Linked DNA regions of Oryctolagus cuniculus: region 2 is linked to region 1. Evidence: chromatin contacts called from public Micro-C data. All regions are on one chromosome and are shown on one strand. The core of a region is the stretch at or near the end of the contact, and the rest is flanking DNA. Distances in the headings are between cores, read along the strand shown.

Evidence for each region. Hi-C and Micro-C count contacts between places; a contact is called where the count stands out from the background.
Region 2: a Micro-C map of ear pinna shows a contact between it and region 1, with 3 times the contacts expected there. The contact joins the enhancer-like site here to the promoter of TMEM14A in region 1. A contact is called at or near these places in 5 of 6 Hi-C or Micro-C datasets (ear pinna, embryonic fibroblasts, psoas muscle and 2 more).

What each region holds. Positions count from the first base shown.
Region 1 is chr5:117,298,093-117,305,234 of mOryCun1.1, forward strand. It overlaps TMEM14A (transmembrane protein 14A), which reads right to left and starts at 4,024. Exons shown (of 5, transcript XM_051855650.2): 1 at 3,691-4,024. LOC138849654 (a long non-coding RNA gene) reads left to right here. Exons shown (of 2, transcript XR_011388664.1): 2 at 775-1,587.
Region 2 is chr5:117,466,688-117,473,829 of mOryCun1.1, forward strand. It overlaps TRAM2 (translocation associated membrane protein 2), which reads left to right. Exons shown (of 11, transcript XM_008263046.4): 8 at 1,790-1,894; 9 at 2,141-2,284; 10 at 3,808-3,971; 11 at 5,160-7,142. The coding sequence ends at 5,233. Among named protein-coding and RNA genes, the nearest start is that of TRAM2, 80 kb to the left of the region's middle. Within about 2 kb of position 4,469, at least 3 of the 8 cell types and tissues checked have an H3K27ac peak or open chromatin away from gene starts, as enhancers often do. A contact at or near this core is called in ear pinna, where this site is marked.

The sequences.
Region 1 (7,142 bases), core at 2,774-5,273:
AGTGGAAACCAGGGCCGGGATAAACCGAGACAAGGGTAGGAGTGGCAATCCTGTCCTGGTGGATAGCAAGGCCACCCTTGTAATGACCACTCAGGGAGGGCTGTGCCCCAGGGGCCGGACTGGGTTTGCCTCCCAGTGCCTGCCAGGCTCAGTCCTCATGTTAGGGCTGTACAGAGAGAGGAGGCAACCTCTCTAGACAACCCATTCTCTCTCCTTTATGACACCTCTCAGATGCATCCTCAAGAGCTGGGGTCACTTTGACCCCCCAGATCCTCAGGAAGAAGGTCCTGACTTTCATCTGCACCAAGGCCTGGCCCAAACACCCCTTAGGGATGGGGAGACCTGGCCTCCACAGGAAGTGTCAATTATAACACCATACTCCAACTAGATCGTCTCTGTAGGCACGAAGGCAAGTGGGGAGAAATTCCTTATGTCCAGCTGTTCTTCTATCTTAGAGGATGCTCAGACTTGCTCTGGGCTATATGCTGGCCCAACAGGGAGGAGTATGTGCCATAGCAAACGTCTCTTGCTGCTTCTAGATCAACACCTCAGGAGCTGTAGATACATGCACAGCTCACAGCCTACAAAAGGCAGTGTGCTTAAAAAGCCTGTCAGTTAAAATCCACCTGACAGGTCAGGTTTGGGAACAACTAAAATCCTGGTTACCGTCGACAGCATGGGTACTTTGTCTGCTGGGCCCATTCTGACTGCTATTTCTTTCTCTAATGTTTGGCCCATGTATCTCTAACTGCCTGTCAAATTTGTCTCTCAAAGATTAGAATCCATCAAGATGCAAATGGTCCTTCAGACGGAACCCTGCATGGAGACTGCATTCTACCACAGCAACCTGGACGGCCGCCACCACCACCCCAGACTTTTCACACCCACCCTAAGGGCGCTTACGACAACCCCCTGTCAGCAGGAAGCAGCCAGAGCCACATCAATGCCCAAGTCCCTACAGTAGTAGGGTGTGGATTGAAGAAGGGAGATTTGAGGCCCGCCAATGGGGCTGGGAGTCTGTGGGCCCTTCACATAGGTAGAATGTCCTTCACAAGCAGGGTGTCAGCTGTGGCTGGAAAGCCTGTCTCCAGGCCAACTGGCATCTCGCCACTAATAGCTTCTTGTGCTGCATATGTGACCTTGTAGCTTTAACTCACACCTTCAGGGTGGCTGCAAGCTTTCACTAAAAGCTGGCAAGGGAAGGGGCTGAGCATCTGGGGAGAGTTCACCGGCTCCAGGAGACCCTGGCTATCTTGTGTGGCCTTGTGGTTTTAAACCATGGCCTTCAAGTTAGTTGCAATCTTCCACCCAGAGCTAGCAGAGGAGGGGGTTGAACCCCTAAAGAGAGTCTCCAGGAGACCCCAGCTATCACCATGAGCCCCAAACCAATCAACATACATATGTGAAACCCCTGTCCAATGGGTATCCCTACAGAATGACCCAGTGAAAAAAATAGTAATGCCTTAAATACCCGGGACAGTTCCTTGTAGCCAGTGTCCGCCTCGGACACTCTGCCTGGTCTCCTCTCTGACCAGACGCTTTCTCTGTCGATTGCCAATAGAATAAAAGTTTCTGCCTCTTTGCAAATTGTTTCCCAGCTTTTTATCTCTATACTAAGCTGAGGGAAAGAACCTACAAGACTCGCTTCGGCAACCGCCCTCCCCTCCATGACCAGTAAAACACCCGAAACCCGAGTTTGTTGACTTCAAACCGCAAGCACCTTTCATTACCCTATTGAGGGGGCTACATAGATGTGATCAGATCAGGATCCTGGTTTTATGCGTCAGGTCCAGGACTTGCTGGCTTGTGTTCCCTTGTTAGAATAAAACTAAGATTTATTTTACCTCCTTACAGCACTCAGTTCCCTGAAGAGATTAGGGGACTGCCCTTTTCTTAGCAATAGAGCCATGCCCAGGGGAGGATCAGTTGCAGAATGTCTAGCTAGGGAATGGTATAGAATCCCAGAGTTGGAAAGCACTTTAAGTCTTATCTAGTCCAAGATAATCAGTTCTCGGGAATGAACCTTAAGTTCAGTTGAAATTGTGCCTCCAAGTAATTTCTCATGTCGCTCCAGGTTTGCTTTCCTGTCTAATTACAAGTAACTCCCACCCTCAACCTTACACAACAGCCCTTTAGAGAAAGCTGTCGTCTAGCTCTGGGGATTCTGTGAGACTGGAATTATAGAATTCCTCATAATAAAATAAAATTGAGAACATTCATTGTCTCATGACATTTGTTTGCCGAATCTATCCCTTGCACATGCAAATGTTTCAGGGACGTATGTTTCTTATGAAAAGGCTAAACTGATCCTAAGAAGTTAATAAGGTCCCACAAGATTCACGGGAGAGTAGATGGCATGACAGTAATGTGGGGGAGAGGAAGCAGCATCCGGGGGTTTGGCTCAGAGTTCTCCCTGCTGTCCTTTCCACCCCTTCTATGCTCTTCCCTGCTCCAGCCTCCTCCTCTGCAGATCCCAGCAAAATTTCCCTATTCAGAACAAAACTAACACCCCCATGGGGCACCTCATTATCTTAAACTGATGTGAACTATTAAATGATTTCCCCCTGGATCTCAGTGTCTGGACTTAAGATACAGCTCATCCTGCCACTGGAGTGTTAAAAGCTGGAAAAAGCTTCGGGATACTACTACTCAAGGTATTTCACCCAAACCTAAAAGAAAAACTCTTCGCATATTATGAGAATTCCATACTCTTGTATATACTCTTGCCCATGTGGGAATCAGGTTGTTCTTGGGCAAAGGGGGCCACAGTCCTCTTAACTCAAAGGCCACCAGGTGCTGCTTACTCCAGCAATGGTAAGGCTGGAGCACCAGGTAAGTTTGCAGCCAAGCCTGTTCACCTCTACTTATTTTTTCTGTTTCTTTTTCTTTCTTTCTTTCTTTTTTTTTTTTTTTTTAAGATTTTACTTATTTCCTTGAGAGGTAAAGTTACAGACAGAGATAGGGAGAGACAGAGAGAAAGGTCTTCCATCTGCTGGTTCACTCCCCAAATGGCCAATGGCCAATCAGAAGCCAAGAGCCAGGAGGTTCCTCCGGGTCTCCCACGTGGGTGCAGGGACCCAAGGACTTGGGCCATCTTCTACTGCTTTCCAGGCCATAGCAAAGAGCTGGATAGGCAGAGGAGCAGCCGGAACAGCAACTGGCACCCCTATGGGAGGCTTACACCCATATAGGAGGCCAGCACGGCAGACGGAAGCTTAGCCTACTATGTCACAGCACAGGGCCCCAACTCCACCTATTTGTAGAACTGTCCACTCATGATCCAAGGCAGGGACTCTTCCAATGTCACATGGATTCCTTTGGCATTCTGGGAAAATGCACAAAATAAGATTGCACAGGATGCCAATTTTCTTGAAATACAGTTGTCAGATTATTAAACATTTAAACCTAGATATAATAAATGTTCTTTATTAACATATTAAAGATTATCAGATCTATGGGCAGGTCTATTTATTACCATAATTTCAAATTAGTGTTCCGTGTACCAGTTTCTAAGGTATCTGTGACTCCCACAGATGACAGATGCAGGTACCGATACTGCTGTTTTGTTGCCTATTTGCCTAACGGAAAGAAATGCTAACTATCAATTAGAGATTAGTGAAAACAGGGGCTAGGACTTTGAGCGCAACCCCTGCTCCCGGACGGCGACAAAGCCAAGCAGCCAACCCTCACCACTCCGCAGCACCGACCCCGCGTCCCCGCGCCATTGCCACCGCCGTTCATCGGGTGGCGGTCAGCGCCGTCGGGGGCGTCCGGGGCTCCGCAGGCAACCTGTTTTCAGGAGCAGGTCACGTTAGTTCCTGAAGGCGCCCGTGGTCTCCGGGCTGCTCGCTGTCATCTGCTTCGGCGACTCCGTGCACATCTGGCTGCTGGCCGCACTGCTGCCTGGGCTGCGGGGCCGGAGCGAAGCTCCCCTGAACCCCAGCAACCGCCGCAATCACCCCGGCCAGGGCCAGTCCAGTTCCGGGACACCTCGGGCCACTTTATATGACCCAGTTGGAGAAGCTGGCCTGCGTTGCCGAAGGCGCACGTTCATTGGCTAGTTCCGCCTGACACTCACCCATGCACCGAGATCCCATTGGCTGCAAGGGCTGGAGGCTCACACCGGTGGGGTTGTCCTCCTCCGAGGGTCCCCGAATCTAACGCCAGGATCACTTGCCCTCTTCCTCTCCGTTCTTCGCCAAAGTGATACAGAGCCAAGAGTAAAACAAAAACAAGTTCAAACCCCCCAAAACAAGACTCCCTAAAACAAATGTAAGGAAAGCAAATGTGAGAAAACTATAATTAAGCAAAAATGAATTTACAAAGGCAGCGCAAAAACTAAAATTCAAGAGGATGAGTTCAAGGACAGCTAAGACGTGGGTCTAATTTCAAGTTGAGGACATTTACACCCATTTCTATTTAGACCTCGATAAGCAACATTCAAGATCAGCGAATCAAACCTTCTCAGTCGATGCGCTTTCCTGTGAAAGACAGCAGGGGGCGCTGAATGTTAGAGTTTCATTCAGCGAGGCAAGACGTTCTAGCCATGCCAAAGTTATCTTCAAACATCAAATATTAGCTCTAAAAAAACAGAGATGGTTATAAAACTTCATAACAAATAGGGAACACAGGGCACTGGCCAACGCAGAAGAATGTGCAACAAGTAAAAACACATATGTGGTTTCTGCACCACATCTCCTAACTAAGGAGAATGATTTCCTGGAATGTAGTGGGGGGTGGGGTAGGGGAAGCAATTGCAAAACAGAAGGGGACATTTTTGAGGTGGGCTCTGAAAGAGACACAGGGCAATAGAGAGTGACTACCCAGGAACCAGGCTGACTCCTTGTCCTAGGCCTGCCATTTGATCCCATTTTGAACTTTTTGCCAAGGACGGGGGACTTTCCGTGATAAAATGAACTTTCCTATAAGCAACAATAACATCTGACATTTAGGATATCTACGTGTTTCAGGCGCTGTGCTAGGCAATTTACGGGCAAAGACTGTTCATCTTCACTACAACGGGAGGTGGGGGGAAGGAGGTGTACATGCTGCTACCTCCCCGATGCTTCAGAGGAAGAAAATGAGGCAACTTGCCAAAGGCCTTGTGAAGTGTCAGACCCGGGTTTCAGGAAAGAGTTTATACAGGCTGTCTAGTCATTCTGCCTGGGTTCAAACTATGGTTCCAGTGCATATTTTTTAAATTACTTATTTATTTATTTGAGAGGCAGGGGGGGGAGAGAGAGAGAGAGAGAGAGAGAGAGAGAGAGAGAGAGAGAAACCCAAATACTTGAGCCACCACTGTTGCCTCTCAGGGTCTGCATTAGAATGGAGCTGCCATTAGGAGCCAGAGCAGGTACTCTAGTATGTGACATGGGCATCTTAACCACTAGAGCAAATGCCCACTCTCATAGCGCAATGACCACAACATAGTAAATACTCAGTAATGTTTGCTATTATTAGTAAAAGAGTGGCCCCTGTTCTTTAAGAGCTTAAAATCTAATTGAAGAGATTGTTAAGATTCATAAAGCAGGAGAGGTGCCTACTGAATAGATGAATGGGACATTTGGAGACAGTCACGTTTTTGTGAAATGGAATGTTTAGGTCTGGCTCACAAGTTGCTCAGTATGTCACCTGCTTAAAATTCTGTATGTCATCCCATGTCACTCTTAGAAGGCAACACCTGATCCTGAATGACTTGAACTAATTATTAGATTCTTTGATCCATTATCAAATGCATGTGTGTGACCAAAACTATAGTTGATATTTGTCACTAAAATTAAGTTGAGGACTGATACGATATCTGCTTTTTTAGCTGAAAGAAGCATTTATTGATTTATTAACTTTTGGAGGAAGCACTTTATTAATTTCACAAATATTTATTTATTAGATGTCAAGTCCCAGAAGAGGACTCAGAAATAACTCGAATGCCAAGTCAGAGACTAACTCTAGAGTAAGGGGGATGGGAAGGGACATTATTTTAATTAAAATCTGAAGTCTGAGAGGGAGCCAGCAGGCGAGAAGCCAGAAGCACCACATTGCAGCAACAGAAAGAGTCTGAGCAAAGGCCCTAGATAGGGAAGGGACTCTGTGACTTGCGAGAACCCAGTGATCCTACTTGGGGCTGGAAAACTGTGAAGCAGAGTGAATTGATGCAGCAAAAGCTGTGTTTGTAAAGAGCCAGGCCTGAGTACGGTTTCCTGCCTCCGCTCTTCTGCTTCACTCATCTGGATTGTGCAGTCTCCAGATGTTGCCTAGTGGAAACTTTACATCATGGGTGAGAGGTAATCTTTGCATGTAGCTTGCTGTTCATTGGTTATTCTTAACTGAATTTAATGCTACGTGTCTGTGTACACTTAGGTCCAGAATAGCCAGTGTCTCAAATGTAATGAGTCCTCACTCTTCCTCTTCTATTTTTGCTTAATAGTGAAAGAATTATGGTCCTTTCCATGGATTTCTGTACATTCAGTAACATACATAAATAGCACAAATTCATCTTACTCAAAAGAGATTCCTCTGAAATTAAAAAGCAAAGATAAATATCAAAGATAGCTCAAATTTCCCCATTGTTATTCCCCAACAGAACTGCTACTGTGGATCTGATTCTTGTAGTATAAAAACCAAATAGGAAATTGGCTTGATGAGAAACAAGATTTGATGTGCAGGGTTAATCCTTGTCTTCCTCAGGTCTCTTTGAACAAACAACCTTTAATGTAATAAAAATGACATCATTGAGAAGAAGTAGATTATCTTGTCTGATAGGCTGCCTCTTCTCATTACCTTAATGTTACTCCAATAATGCATTTTAAACAATGTTTTTAATTTATAAGAAAATGTCCCAAGAGAAAGCTTAGGTCAAAATATTGAACAAGGTAACACTCGAAAACTTGCAATTGAGAGGCATTCTAAAAATCCTCTCACAATGCAGCCAGGCTTATTGTAAAGGTCAAATTGGGTTCAAGTTTAATGAGAGGAAAGATGCAGTTCCTTTCCTTTCATTTTACTGTTTGGCTAAGAAGCTGCTTATTATACCAAGTTTAAGTAAAATCTCTCTAAGAGATTTCTCAGAAAAAAAGGGAGTGAATATAAAAAAAATTGAAATGCCAGCTAGGTGTAGGGGGGGTGTTACTTTTGAAACAGAACAA
Region 2 (7,142 bases), core at 3,219-5,718, 170 kb after region 1:
GTGGATAATGGGAGATGTCTTTTTTTTTTTCTTTTTAACAGGCAGAGTGGATAGTGAGAGAGAGAGAGACAGAGAGAAAGGTCTTCCTTTGCCGTTGGTTCACCCTCCAATGGCCGCCGCTGCGGCGCGCTGCGGCGCGCTGCGGCAGGCGCACCACGCTGACCCGAAGGCAGGAGCCAGGTGCTTCTCCTGGTCTCCCATGGGGTGCAGGGCCCAAGCACTTGGGCCATCCTCCACTGCCTTCCCGGGACACAGCAGAGAGCTGGCCTGGAAGAGGGGCAACCGGGACAGAATGCGGCACCCCGACCAGGACTAGAATCTGGTATGCCGGCGCCGCAAGGCGGAGGATTAGCCTATTGAGCCGCGGCCCCGGCGGGAGATGTCTTTATCTTCCACAGTTTGTTCTCTTTGTAGGGGGAGAGACAGTTACAGATGTGGTCAGGGCCCTTGAGTGTAAGTTCTGTGAGAGTCCACATCACCGGCTAGGGGGACCCAGGACGGTGACTGCTCCCACCTGAGAGAGAGCCAGGGCAGGCTTCCCGTGGCCTCTGGGCCGTGGCTTTTGCAGGCTGAAGGCAGCCTTCAAGCCCTGAAGAAGCTGGGCTCCTGCCTCACAGGGTCCAGGGGCAGAGGCTGCCATAGCCTGCGTCCCAGGAATTCTTTTCCCTTTGGAAAAAATGGAGTCTAAAGAGTTGCTGCAGAGTTTGGCCTTGAGAGTCTCTTTTGTGAAAAGCCATATTGATGGCTAAGTTATCATTGATACATTGGCTTCTCTTGAGCTTCCTCCCTGCAGGAGAATCCCCTGTACTTTTCTCTGGGTTGGTATTTTGAGAGCTTGCTATGGTAACCTTTTGTGGAGGTGCCTGGAGATCCTGGGGACCATCATCTCCTAGGTCATGGTGGGGGCTGTCTGGCCCATGGGCCATATAAGGCCTGATTTAGCTCTGCCAAGGCAGCTGCAGGCTTGAAATTCAGTAAATCCACAACAGACTAATTTTTAAGTGGATAGTTTTGTACGGCCTGCAAATGATGTTGTAAATATGCAAATGGCCCTTGGCAAAAAAAAGGGTTCGCTCTCCCCTGACCTGGGTTCACAGCAGGCTGGCTGTGACAATGACTGACTTGAATTAATAGAGACAAGGGAGGGAGGCAGCTCTCGGACTCCACCCTCTGTCTCTGGAGGCCCACAGCAGGGTCTGTTCCTGGATGGGTCTTTGAGGGACAGGGACTGCAGGTACCTACCACTTGCACTGGTGTCGGAGCTCCTGTGTCACCTGCAGAATGGGCCTAAGGAATCCGGCTGCACTGTCGCTCCAGCAGTGTGTAGGGAGGAGCAGGGAGGCAGGTATGGGCAGCACCTTGTGGAAGGAGTGCTTCCTGCTTCTCACCTTCCCCTTGGCTGGGAAGACTTGGCTAAGGAAATGTTGGACAGCAGGAACCTGCCGTATTTCCACGCGCAGAGCTCGGCAGGCGTGTTCTGAGCACCCTCCTGGGTGCTTGTTGCCAGCCTAGATGATGATGCGTGCAAGGTGCTATGGTCTGCTGTGGGAGCAGGCAGGGATGGACTCCTGACCCTGACAGGACAGGTGAAAGGCTGAGGGTGGGGGGTCAGTTAGGAAACATTCCTGGAAGTGTGATTGCCAAACTGAGTCCTGAAGGTGGAGCCAGGGCCTGTCTGGGAATGTGGGAGTGGAAAGCAGAGCCCAGGCCCAGGGCAGCCTGAGCCGAGACGGGCAGGCTGGGGTACGGCTTCTCGGGGAAGAGTGTCAGCCTCGTCCTCTCCCCCCAGCCTCAGCCGCCTGGGCCTGATCCTGCTGCTGCTGCAGTACTCGACCGAGTTCCTCTTCCACATGGCTCGACTCTTCTACTTTGCAGACGAAAACAACGAGAAGCTGTAAGTGGGGCTGTGAGAGGCTGGCCTGCTCAGAGGCTATGGTGGGTCCCGCCCTGGGTGCAAACTGCCCACTTAGCTGAAGGCGGCCCCCTAAGATTATGTTCTTTCCAGAGCATCTGATCCTTAGATATCTTACCCCTCCAGCCCCTTCCTGGGCTCCTCTCGAATCCTCTTCCTACTTGGGATTACTCCTGGAGAAGCAGATACAGCTTGCTCAAAGGGCCCCCTTTCTGCCTCCTTGAGCAGGTTTAACGCCTGGGCTGCTGTGTTTGGGGTCACCCGCCTCTTCATCCTCACCCTCGCTGTGCTGGCCATTGGCTTTGGACTGGCTCGCATGGAAAACCAGGCGTTTGACCCTGAGAAGGGGAACTTCAACACCTTGCTTTGCAGGTGAGTGCTGGCAGGAGCCCGAGGAGATGTCAGGACTCCAGCTCCAGGCCAGGAGCCTCCTAAACTTGGCACAGCTTCCGCAGAAGGTCACGGGGCAGCAGATCTTTGCGTCTCATGCTCCTTGTTGGTTAGCTGGGAGTCTTGGAACATGAGGCCTGAGGAGGGGATAGATACCGGCCTCTGCTGCCTTTAGAACATCTTCACTTCCTGACTGCAAATCCTCTCACATTTGTCCAGTGCTTCAGGGTACACGGGAAGTTTCACTTCCGGTCTCGATAGGCACAGCCACATGTGGCCGGTTTAATACTGTGTGCTCAGCAGTTGGTAATGCCCTCCCCTGCCACCAAGGCGAGGAAGAAGCCACTGTGTTTTTGTGAGTCCACAGGCATGGGAGGGTGCCTTGGCCAGGATTACTCTGCCCTTTTTTTTTTTTTAAACATCGAGAGGCTGGCACTGTGTCTTAGTGGATAAAGCGGTGCAGCATCCCATATGCATGCCGATTCGAGTCCCAGTTTCTCCACTTTTGATCCAACTCCCTGCTACTGAACCTGGGAAAGCAGTAGAAGATGGCCCAAGTGCTTGGGCCCCTGCACCCACCTGGGAGACCTGGAAGAAGCTCCTGGCTTTAGTCTGGCCCAGGTCCAGCCATTGCAGTCATTTGGGGAGTAAACCAGTGAGTGGGATCTCTCTCTGTCTCTGTAACTCTGCCTTTCAGCCTTTCAAGAATATAAATAAATCTTTTTTAAAAAGTTCTTTCTCTTCTCAGGTTTTTTTTTTTTAAATTCTTTATTTTTGTTTTTCATCTTATTTGAAAGGCAAAGAGTCATAGAGGGAGACAAAGACACAAAAAGATCTTCCATCTACTGGTTTACTCCTTAAATGACCACAATACCCGGGGCTGGGCCAGGCTGAAGTCAGCTGCCTGAAGCTCCATCTGGTTCTCCCATGTGGGTGGCAGAGATCCAGGTACTCGAGCCATCATCTGCTGCCTTCCAGAAGGGTCCATGTGAGCAGGAAATTGAATCGGGAGCAGAGCTGAGACTCAAAACCAGGCTCTGCAGTATAGGTGGCTCCGAGGCGGTGTGACTGCTGTGTTGTACACTGGCCCCTCTGCCTCTAAGTGGCCTGCTAGATGGAATTACTAATGCTGCCTCACAATTCAGTTCATTTGAGGCCTACCCATATTTTTGGAGCCTACATCAGCCTTGTTTGGTGCTGTGGATCCAAGAGGCAACATGGCCACAGGTTCTCTGTGGGCACGGGAGTCACGTGATTGTGGAACTGGACTTGCCCCTGTCGCCTCCACCTTCCCCGTCCTCCAGCCCCGTTGCTGCAACACCCTGACATGCACTAGAGCAGAGAAAGACTGGAGCACACACTTCCTGGTGCCAGACAGTGCTGGCAGTGAGGGTGGTGGGCCGGGCTGTGGGAGCTGCAGGGTCCTGCCCTGTACCTGGGGCTGTGGGCCCGAGTCCCGCCCTCGGGCCCGCCCTTGAGCCCACCTCTCCACCCCCACCCCCCAGGCTCTGCGTGCTGCTGCTGGTATGTGCTGCCCAGGCCTGGCTCATGTGGCGCTTCATCCACTCCCAGCTGCGGCACTGGCGAGAGTACTGGAACGAGCAGAGTGCCAAGCGGAGAGTGCCAGCTGCCCCCAGACTACCAGCCAGGCTCATCAAGAGGGAATCTGGTGAGTGCCAGGCCCCAGCCGGTGACGTCTGTCTGGGATGCGTGTGGAGGAGCCAGGCCCGGCTTCTTGGGCTCTCCCCAGACCAGTCCTGCCTGCTCCTCCTTTCTGACTCCTTCCCTGAGGCCTGGGACTCCTCAGCTCCCTGACTGGCACGTGGCTGGGCACGGGCCAGGGACAGTGTGGGCGGAGCTGGCCCTCACTAGGCCCGGAGCCCGGCCACTGTGGGGCAGGATGGTGCTGGCTGGCGAGCTCTGGCGGGAAGTATGCCCTCAGGGTGGCTTCTGGGCCCCTGCCACGTGCTGCCGCCCATGCCCTGCGCTGCGCAGTGGCTCTGTCCTCACCTGCCCTTTGTCTCCCAGGTTGCTGGCTCCTCCTCTGTCTAGAGGAATGACTCACAGTGACACAATGCTAGGTGGGCGGCCAGGGTGGGACACCCACTTCTCCCCTGGCCCCTGCACTGCCAGCCCTGCAGTTTCTGTGTAGCCCCGGGGCCCCTGTCTGCACCAGGATCTGTTTTCTGACTCACCCGCCTTTCTCCAGGCAGCCGCCTGCTTGGCAAGGGCTCAGGTGTGCTTAGCGCAGACACGTGTGCAGCTGGGTGTGAGGAGGAGCCAGCTCTGCAGTTGGGAAGTGTGGGGCGTGAGGCTGCAGCACTCACACGTCTCTGCCTTGCAGCAGGTGCATGCAGGTATATTTTTAACAAGCGTGGAAAGATGGCATCAGAGGCACATTTGGCATCGGAGTAAGGCCTGATCGCTACAGCCTCCCATACACTCTCCCTTTTGTTGCTGCCGTTCGGGGAGTTGTTGTTAAAGCGGGCTGGAGCCCTGCAGGGGCCTGCCGAGTGGAACTGAGGAACCCAGCAGGCTGAGTGATGGCAGCGAGCATCCAGCCCCAACCTCAGGCCTGGGCAGGCGGGCCTCCCATGCCTGTGCCTGGGTTACTGTGAGTCATTCTGGGCCTCCCTGCTTACCGAGCACCTCAAACGGGGCCCCTTGTCAAGGCTGGGGAAAGCAGGAAGCCCGCGATGGCTGTCTGCAGACTTCCACTGGCTGCGGGAACTGCAGCCGCTGTCCAGGTGGCTCCTCCGTGTGCAGCCGCGGGGCTGCTCTGGCCCTTGTTCCCCACCTCCTGCTGCAGGCCCAGCAGAAACTCCATGTGTGCGTCTCCTCTCTTTCCGCTTCCCAGGGTACCATGAAAACGGAGTGGTGAAGGCAGAGAACGGAACCTCCCCACGGACTAAGAAACTCAAGTCTCCCTAAGGCCAAAGTGCTGAGCACAGGCATCCTCGTGGCGGGGGCCAGCAGGGAGGCTCAGAGCCAGGCCCCTCCCTCTCTGCCTCTGCCTTCCGGCTTGCGACGCCCCTTCTCAGATGGCAGAGACCTGTCTTTAAACGGGGCTGTTCTTCTGACTTCTTGGCTTTCTCTTCTTACTCTTCACAAACCCTTCTCAATAAAGCCAAAAATCTATCTATCTCTTTCTCTCCCTCAAGCCACCTCCTGTCTTCACCTCGGCCCCATGTTGGGTTCTCCAGAAGCCCGGGTCTTGTGGTTGTCTTTCTGCCTCTTATTTCTCTTCCTCCGTGACTGCTGCCTTCTCTTTCTACTTCTTTATTTCACCTTCGCGTGCAATTCTTCTCTGATTTTTTTACAATGGGAGGGAGCTCAGATGGTGGTCCTGTGCCTCTCAGCCTCCGGGACCTGTGAGTCTGGAAGCCTGCGGCCAGCAGCAGGCCCCTCGGTGGTCCTCGTGTGGACGGGCAAGAAGAGGAGAGGCCGGCCCTTTTGGATCATAATCTCTTGGGTGCTGATTAACTGATGAGATGTATGATTCCAATTCTGCACGAGCCATCGCGAGGCACAGCAGCCACTGCTGGTAGTAAATGCCAAGGCCTTTTTGGCTCTGGGACGTGGCGACTCAATCCAGAAGGATGGTGTTGGCTCCGTTGGGTCCCCTGACTCACAGGAGTGGCTGGCGTTGGACTGGATAGCAGCCTGCCATCGCATCGCCGTGTGCGGCTCCCCATGGTTCAGAGCAAGAGCAAAGCGCGTCGCCGACAGCGGCTCTTCCAGAAAGGGAACGGCCTCCGAAATGAGAGCACAGTCGCCCGCGGCCTTTCTCCAGTAGTCCCGGCTGCAGTGGCTTCTTCACCAGCATTCAAAACCAAACCAGACAGCTGTTCACACACCTGCCTGTCCGGCACCAGGCTTGCCTCCGTTGACTTCATCTCTTGACCTGCAGAAACATGAAGCCTCAAGGACTCCAGCCCCATGCCAGTCCCCTGGTGCCCCAGGGAGGGCCAGCTGGCCACTCTCCCTATGGCCTCCCTTGTCGAGTGTTCCTTGAATTGTTGTCACTTGTTGATGTTTGTAGAGCACACATGTGGTGGCTGACTCTAGGCCCACTCTTCGGGGTGGATGAGCACGCACGGCTGAGTCGCTGGGAGCCCTTTGCCCCCATCCCTCCCCGTGTTCTTTCCCTTCCCTCCACCTGAAGACAAGGCCTCCAGTCCTCCAAGTCCTCATGGTGCCTTGTGAGGGCTTCCGGAAGGGGAGCTGGGCTTAACAAGGCCCTAATGCAGAGTGCCTGGACTCTGCTGAGGCAAAGGGGGCGATTCTTGGTGGGCACAGGAACATCCATGTGGTTGGTATGTGGCTCCTCTTCTTGAGCTCACAGTAGAAAACAGACCACGGGTGGTGGTCCAGACAGGAGGGAGATGGGTCTTCTCTCCAACACACTTCCCTTGTCCAAGTCGCCTGCACAGATAGCTAGATAGATAGATTGTCATTGCCAGTCACCGAGGGCCACCATTCTAGACTTCTGTCTATGTCCAGAGTAATGTTGCAGACATCGGGGGGGCCTACCCTGGGCTGCCTTTGATTTCCGGTAGGTAGGAGGACAGCGTTTCTGCAGGCGGGCATTTCTCCCACCCCTCCGCCTCCTCTCCTGACACTTCTTTGTGCCACACAGCAGAACCCAGCAGACCCGACCCGGAAGCCTGTAGGCATCTCAGTCAAACAGCCCTGCCACGGTGTCAGTGAGTTCCTGGGCATTGCCTGTGTGGGGAGTGTGCATCCAGCAGCTTCCTTCTTCTCCTCTCCCATTAGTAGGTTCTCTGTGTCATGGGCAGGACCTCCCCAGTGTCCTGCACACACTCCCTCCCACCCCCAC